Linked DNA regions of Mus musculus: regions 2 and 3 are each linked to region 1. A link is a contact called in public Hi-C and HiChIP or PLAC-seq data. All regions are on one chromosome and are shown on one strand. Each heading gives the region's core, a stretch centred on a gene start, on an enhancer-like site or on the middle of the called end of the contact. The rest is flanking DNA. Distances are from core to core; before and after follow the strand shown. Region 1 overlaps Dnah11 (dynein, axonemal, heavy chain 11). Region 2 has its middle 62 kb from the start of Gm31482. Region 3 holds the start of D230030E09Rik (Riken cDNA D230030E09 gene).

What was found. HiChIP or PLAC-seq counts read pairs in DNA pulled down with a chosen protein or histone mark. A called contact is a pair of places that touch in the nucleus more often than the background predicts.
Region 2: a Hi-C map of Th17 cells shows a contact between it and region 1, with 6 times the contacts expected there. The contact joins two enhancer-like sites. A contact is called at or near these places in 4 of 39 promoter capture datasets (the C10 cell line, hippocampal neurons, liver and 1 more), 2 of 15 datasets of contacts at CTCF or cohesin (large pre-B cells and pro-B cells), 10 of 484 Hi-C or Micro-C datasets (B cells, the N1E-115 cell line, Th1 cells and 6 more) and 2 of 115 datasets of contacts at active chromatin or transcription factors (astrocytes and embryonic basal ganglia).
Region 3: a RAD21 HiChIP or PLAC-seq map of pro-B cells shows a contact between it and region 1, with 10 times the contacts expected there. The contact joins the promoter of D230030E09Rik here to the enhancer-like site in region 1. A contact is called at or near these places in 1 of 39 promoter capture datasets (trophoblast stem cells), 2 of 15 datasets of contacts at CTCF or cohesin (large pre-B cells and pro-B cells), 1 of 484 Hi-C or Micro-C datasets (palatal mesenchyme) and 4 of 115 datasets of contacts at active chromatin or transcription factors (embryonic limb bud and embryonic stem cells).

The regions. Positions count from the first base shown.
Region 1 is chr12:117,993,883-117,996,388 of GRCm38.p6, reverse strand. It overlaps Dnah11 (dynein, axonemal, heavy chain 11), which reads left to right. Exons shown (of 82, transcript NM_010060.3): 55 at 1,099-1,260. Among named protein-coding and RNA genes, the nearest start is that of Cdca7l, 150 kb to the right of the region's middle. Within about 2 kb of position 1,253, at least 42 of the 459 cell types and tissues checked have an H3K27ac peak or open chromatin away from gene starts, as enhancers often do. A contact at or near this core is called in Th17 cells and pro-B cells, where this site is marked.
Region 2 is chr12:117,402,703-117,405,208 of GRCm38.p6, reverse strand. No RefSeq gene overlaps it. Among named protein-coding and RNA genes, the nearest start is that of Gm31482, 62 kb to the left of the region's middle. Within about 2 kb of position 1,253, at least 18 of the 459 cell types and tissues checked have an H3K27ac peak or open chromatin away from gene starts, as enhancers often do. A contact at or near this core is called in Th17 cells, where this site is marked.
Region 3 is chr12:118,528,940-118,531,445 of GRCm38.p6, reverse strand. It overlaps D230030E09Rik (Riken cDNA D230030E09 gene), which reads left to right and starts at 1,253. Exons shown (of 4, transcript NR_045947.1): 1 at 1,253-1,475; 2 at 1,820-2,015.

The sequences.
Region 1 (2,506 bases), core at 4-2,503:
ATGGTGGTCCTCTAAAGCTCAGGACCCTTGAATGGTCACACCTACTGTGCTGACAATGAAGAGTTCCTCCCATCCACTGTCTGTGACATGATATTGCAACCAACCTCAGGCTCTACCGATGAATCCCTGTGTCTAGAGAGAGTATACAAATACACGACTGGATCCTCTGACTGTCATGTCCCCATCCATGAATCCCACCAGCTGTGCAGTGAAAATATTTGAAGAGGAACACAACTGTACGGAGTGTGCATATAACCGTACCGAGTGTGTACATACTTCTTTTTATTGTCTTGATTCCCTAAATAGCACAGAATAACAACTCCCTACACTGTTTACCTTGTCTTAGGGGCAATAAGTAATCCTAACAGGAAGGACTAATAGGTGGTTGAAGGATAATAGGTTTGACCTGTGAAAGCAATATACTTTTCATATAAGTGTTTGGAAAACCTGTGGGTATGTTAGGGATCCTGGAACTGATCCCTGGCAGATCCCAAACACAGAACAATGGCTTATTCAGATATTAATTAACTTTTAAATCATTAGCTAGTAAGAAAAAAACTTTTCTTAGCAGAAACATGCTACCCAAGTTTTAAATTTTTCTCTGAAAAATCTCAGGTGAGAACTAAAGAAGATACTTTTTATTTTAAATGCAAACAGAAATTGATGTCATTTGTGATGATAAATCTGGCTTTATTTTATTGTTTTATACTTTGCGTTGAAAAGGTATTTCAGCTTTGTGAAACCTACTGAATCATGTAACAGAAGGAATTTGCAGGTAGAAATGTTGACGATCATGGTGACTTATTTTTATGTGGCTTGTGTTAGGGAACAAGTAAAATGTCCCACTCCCAAAGGGAATCATGAGCTATGCTTGAGAGAAGAGGGGCCACATTTTGAGGAAAGCACAACTGTACTTCTGCCTGCCCTGTGGCACCGCCACTCTGAAAGTCAATGCTACCTTGCACCTTGCTGCCTGGGCTGGGGTAGCTGATTAGTGTGTCTGGCCTTGCCCCCTTCCTCATTGTCTGAGACTTCAGTGTACTGCTTGGCACACTCATCCCTCTGTTGTTTCTGACCTGTCCCCCCTCACCCCTACAGATGGTTTTTTGTTTCTCACCGGTTGGCCACACACTGCGAGTTAGAGCCCGGAAGTTCCCAGCCATAGTTAACTGCACAGCTATTGACTGGTTTCATGAATGGCCACAGGAGGCTCTGGTCTCAGTCAGCAGGAGGTTCATCGAAGAAATTGAGGGGATTGAGGTACGTTGCGTCAGCCTGAGGTAGGTACCCAGCGTGCACAAGTCTCAGTACACTATTGGCAGGAAGCTCGGTCAGCCACTTTCAGTTTCGCAATCTCTGTATCAAATATGTATCTCTTCTTTTATGTTGCTTTTCATTGTATCTGGGTTTTGTGCATTGTTGGGGGTGGGATTCTGGCCTTATGGGGTTATAAGTTATCTTTGTCACTTCTTGATGAGTTTGGTATCTCCAAATACGTTTTTAAATGTCTGTGTGAAAAAAGTAGGTTTGAAGAATAAAGAAAGCAACTGAATCAAGCCTTCCGATTTCCCAGTGGAGTTGAGGCCAGGATCCTTTCTGATTAGAGAGATTGTGTTAGAATGTGACTCCCAGAGAGCTTTGCCCTCACCTCCCATTGAGCAATAAGGTGGGAGTGCCTAGAATAGACCCAGAATTAGTGGAAGTGGCTCTCTCTAAGCCAAAATTGATTGGGGACACTTAAGTAATGTCGTAAGTTCTCACCCTCTCCCTTACTCCAGGAGCCATGATCACCCACATCCAAAGAAACATTATGGCACTTTGTTAAATAGCGTGTCCTCGGGTGGCCAGATGGTTAGAGTCTGGGTATGTTTATGAGATTGACGGTTACTATGCCGCTGTCTTTATTGCGTGGCATGTTATTTTTCCTTTGCGTCTCCTTAAAAAGGGCGTAACCCTATGGGTGTGTGTAGCTTGGGAGTGGTGAAAAGCATTCACTGCTGCATACAGGTTTTCTTTCTCCCCTAAACATGTCTATGAATCTGTTGATCACTGGACTGCAGGGGGAAGCAACATTTAACATGGCAAACACATCTGGGGTGGGAGCACATGCCTGCCTCCTCTCTCCTTCTCTCTTCCACAATCATGTGACAAGTACACGCACAAGGAAACAAGAAAAAAGAAAAGAAAAGAAACGAAAAGAAAAGAAAAGAAAAGAGAAAAGAGAAAAGAGAAAAGAGAAAAGAAAAGAAAAGAAAAGAAAAGAAAAGTCAAGTCTTCTGAAGTTGGGGGGGGGGTAGGAATTAGATCTGCACATCTAGAGAGCCATTAGTTATGATAAAAGTAGTGTTAAGTGTTACTCCCAGCCCCTAGGACAATCTTCAGGTTCTTTAATGTTGTTGAAATACTGGGGCATCATCTTATCTTCCAACAGCTGAGAAGAGAGGTTGGAAGTTCTGATTCTACAGGAATCAATGCCACATACTACTAGCAGATTTCTAGTTTCCTT
Region 2 (2,506 bases), core at 4-2,503, 590 kb after region 1:
ATCCTTACACCTGCTTAGCTTTCCCAGGCAGATTCTGGAAGGCTCTTCCCTCCATCTTAAAGGCTGCTTCGTACAGAGGTAGATGACATCTGTCTTACCTATGTAGACTGTCTTTCTACACAGGTGAGGATGGAAGTCTCACGGATAATCACTATCTACTAATTGACTATTACTTGTTTCTTGGCCACTGAACTCAAACATGAGGGCGTGATCCTGCTCTGAGGGACCTAAATCTGAACTTACACGCAGAGCTTCCCAAGGTTGTGTTGATGGCAGGTCCAGTTTGATATGAGGGCTCCTCAGTCACATGGTATTTTTTTTTAAACACTTAGAAAGGCACACAAACCAGAGCACATTTTGCTGTGCATTCACAACATAATATTTTTCAAAGGGAGAAATATATAGGTAGAACAAGTGTAAAACTGAGAAAATCCTATGAATAACTTTATCTATGTGAGTAACTTACGTCAGGGCTGACCTGGGCCACCTCCCCTGGCAATGGCATGTGCCTAATCAGTTTATGAGAACAGATGATCTGCTACCAAGCCGCCACAGAAACTGCTGTAGCTGCGAGTGCCTCCACCCACATCTGAAACAGGTGGCCAGACTGCTGTCCTTGACCCTGGCTTCCCTTCTGCCTGGCCCTTCCTCCTCTTCCCTCCAGGTGCTGCCCTGTATATTGACTTTTGAGGTTCTGTTCCTCATCCAAACCAGTGCCATTTCCTCTTCTGGTCCCACCCATCCTTCCCCTAGTTGAGAAAGTTCTCAGATTTCCCCTTGCTTGTCCACGATTGTCTGATGGGGGAGGAAAAAAAAGCGAGGGGACTTTATTATCTGAGCCATGGCCTTTAGGGTGTGACTCCCTCCCATCTGTCAGGCCTCACAAGGACAAGCACTCTTGCCAACCCAGAGGCTAAGTGCAGGACAGTGGGAACAGGGGGCATTTGAATAACTACACCTCCCCTTTTTTTCTTTCTACTGTCACAGGAGATCCTTCTTTTAAAAAGAGAAATTCAGCCTTGAAATGCAGACCCAGTGGGGAATTTGGAACTTAGTTCCAATAAAAGGAGAAGACTAGTCCTTCTTTGAAGGCCTGGCCATGACTTCAGGGGAGCCACATCCATATAGATGCGGCTCCAATAGTGCCCCCAAGAGAAGACTGACGTTGACTGAAGCATCCTAGACACAGGGAAATACAGACTTCATCTCCACAGGCTCTGCCCCTAATTTCTGACTCATTGGATCCTTATCAGCTGTCTTCTGGGTCAGCACACAGCAGAATGAGGAAGATTGTGAAGAGACTCAAGACCAGCAACAAGCCAAGACAGCTTCACATTTTGCAGTGGAAAAATTGCAAGTAGATGAAAGTTTAGAGAATGGGTTTAGAGAATGAGGTGAACCGTTGCCAGCTTGAATGAGGCTTCTCCGTTGCATGTCTGCCTTCCTTTTGCCCAGGATGTTTTTGTTGAGCATGAACAATTGCAGCAGGCAATAGCGACATCTGCTGTTCACAACTGCCTCAAACCTGACAAGGAGAAGACTGTGGCTCTCACCCTCCCAGCAGTTCCCTGCAGATTCCACAGAAACCAAGTGCTGCACTCCCCTGTAATCGTCCAAGGTGACATTGGGGATTTTATTTTTAACACAGAAAAAGCAGATAAGGCGTTTTCTTAGCTACTTACATATACTCAGTATAGCATTCTTGGACCAGAGGGACCCACCTCTCCTGTGACAGGGGGGCAGGGTTTAAACATTGTTATATAAGAATAGAACAGGAACGAATGCCTCACAGGTTGATGGGAGATTAAAACAGAAAATATACTTTGCAGGTTAAGGGTTGTGTTAGTTAAAAAGAAGTTTCTGTTTGTTGATGCTAAATCTTAGCTAAGTCGGTTTGCCCTGAGTTAAGTCCTTGCTAAATAAGTTTTCTACTTGTAATTAAGAGTAAGTTCCTGAAGCCGGGCGTGGTGGTACACGTCTTTAATCCCAGCACTCGGGAGGCAGAGGCAAGCGGATTTCTGAGTTGAGGCCAGCCTGGTCTATAAAGTGAGTTCCAGGATAGCCAGGGCTATAATACAGAGAAACCCTGTCTCCAAAAACAAAACAAAGCAAAGCAAAGCAAAGCAAAGCAAAGCAAAGCAAAGCAAAGCAAAGCAAAGCAAAGCAAAGCAAAGCAAAGCAAAGCAAAACAAAAAAAGAGTAAGTTCCTGTAGGTCAGGTCTGATGTAAACTGCTTGTGACCCCATTCTCGAGGTATCTACCCTTGCCTTTGTTTCTTCTCTTTTTTTTTTTTTTTTTCCATTTTTTATTAGGTATTTAACTCATTTACATTTCCAATGCTATACCAAAAGTCCCCCATATCCACCCACCCCCACTCCCCTGCCCACCCACTCCCCCTTTTTGGCCCTGGTATTCTCCTGTACTGGGGCATATAAAGTTTGCAAGTCCAATGGGCCTCTCTTTCCAGTGATGGCCGACTAGGCCATCTTTTGATATATATGCAGCT
Region 3 (2,506 bases), core at 4-2,503, 540 kb before region 1:
GCACAGTCAGGGAAAGAGCAGCCCCCTTCCCAAGGTGCTGTGGCTTTTAACTGTGATGTCTAACTAACATTCTTGAGAATGAAAACTCACTCTTGAAACCTTCAGAAGTTAGAAAATGGAGATGGGAAAAGGGAATGAATTTAAGTTATTAATTTGAAAGCTAATTTTACGACGTAAAGACGATTGCCATGAACTCATATGAAGAACAAAAGAAAAATTACTGCCAAATAGCATCACATTTTGCAACTTTAAAATTATTTCAGTGTGCCATTTCTCTCACACACACACACACACACACACACACACACACACACAATGTTCTGGAACAGGTTTGCTGCAAGAAAATTACTTATATATTCCAATTAGAAGAACAAAAAACATTCCTCTTCAACATTTTTCCCCAAGAAAAATGAGAGTAACCGACAATAGGTCCAAAATCATTCTTTTTTTTTTTTCTTTTTTTTTTTTCCCACACCGGAGAAGGCTGGCTAGCACAACCTGCCACTTCCCTGATTCCGTGGATGCTCTTAGAAGACTGCTATTTACCAAACTTTCCTCAATGGGTGAGCTATTTCATTAGCTAAGCACAATTTGTAGATCCCAATCTTTCACCTGGAGAGGAAGAATGGCGAGAGGGGAGCGAGGGGCGGGGGCTGCAGGGTAGCCCCAGGGCAGCCGGGCGGGGTGCTTGCTTTATTCCCCCTCTCCTTCTCAGTCCCAGCGAGTATCACTGAAGTGTGACAAGCCACCGCCACAGGAGGATGGCTGGGAACCACCCCGACCAAGCCCGGTTTCTTTTGAGCCCAAAGAGATCAAGGGGTTTGGTGTTTACTCGTTGGAGAATGCCCTCCCATTCCCACCACAACAGACCACCTTTCCAAGTAGTTAAAAAACAAAAAAAAACAACAACAACAACCACAAAACAATCCAGAACCTCCTGCTGCAGGGAGCCCTGAGGTTTTACCTGTCTTTAATTTATGCAGCATTTTTTGCAATTGTGCCACCTCGGCAGGTGTGACCGCGCTTTCGCAGAGCCTCGGCGCTATTTTACCTGCTTGAATCTGTCAAAAACCCATTTGTATGCGCCCGGCTAATGTGCTAGAAATAAAAGCCCCGACCTGTCAGGCAAACTCGCTGCACCTGTTTCAAGCAGTTAAATTGTCCCATCTGCCACTAGCCCGGGAGATCAAAGGCCCTACCCAGGAGGGGGCCTGGAACCCCGGCGAGGATGGGGCTCCTGGGCCCAGGGTTTAAGAGGATGGCGAGGAGCCCCGCAGAGAGGGTGCGGGCGCCGGCTACCTGAAGGAGCCTTTGTTCGGCCCGGGCGCCGAGAGCGCATTCTTTCACACCAGGAACGGCGGGAGAAGACGTTCATTCAGTCCGCTTTTTTGGTGACGTAGTTGGGGCATTCATGTGTTTTTAACCTTGAATAATTTTTGTCTCTAAGCTCCAAACAAGCCTTATCCTGTCCACAGGTCAGTTTTGTTACAGAGGCCAATTAGCAGTGCTACCTTTGCCTGGGGCAACAAGCCAAGTGGTGCAGGCAGTGGCGGGGTAGGCCCTAGGAGAGGCGAGGAGGAACTCCGGAGAGCTGTAATTTGAAAGGGGGGCCTTTGAAGCATTTACCTTACATGGGACGCCATTGTCACTGCAGGGTGTTTGATCTTAAAATAATTTACTTAATGATCTCACCATGGGAGCAATTGGCAGAGTGAGATTAGGCTGGAAGGCCTAATGGACATGGGAAAAGTTAAAATTGCTCAGGGGGAAGGTATGTACAGACTGAGATCCGACGGTGTGGTGTGTTCATTACTCCCAGGGGCGCAAAGCCCGGCCATGGCCGGTAGCAATCCACAGCTTATCTAAGAAAAGCAGAGGCGGCCTCTCCCGGGATGGCAGGGTTGGTGGGAATCCAACGCTCTTGCTGCCCTGCGCTGCACACCGGAGCTGGGAATCAAATCAGGCTTGGATACAGATGAGAAGGTGCAGTTCTGTCCCTTGTCGGTGGAAGCAAGGTGATTGATTGTTATTCTGGCCCAGGCAGCTTTGTCCTCCAGAAAGGAAATGTTTTAACCGAGCATATTTGTAACTCATGGACTATTTCTTACATTCCTGCCAATGAGGCTTCTGCAGTCACCTGGAAAACACAGGCAAGGTTGGATGCTATCTCAAGACAAAAGAACTGCATGGTCTGAATCTTCTCAAATTTCAGGCTTCCTTGACTGTTCAACGTGTTTTTTATTTTAGTTGCCATGGCCTCTTGAGAAAAGCATCTTATTACTCTCAATTATGGAATCAAAATGGATTAGTAGTCTAAGAATTGTCATTCCTATTTGTGCATTTGATGCTCCAACCTAGAACGGGGCACAGGCTAGGTACAGTTAGTAAGTGTGGAATTCCTGCAATGCAGGTTCTTAGGAAAGCAAAGCATCATGGTGGCACGTTCTTTCTGGAGAGCAAAGCATAAAAGGGATGGTTCTAAATATATATTTACAGATCAGGGAAC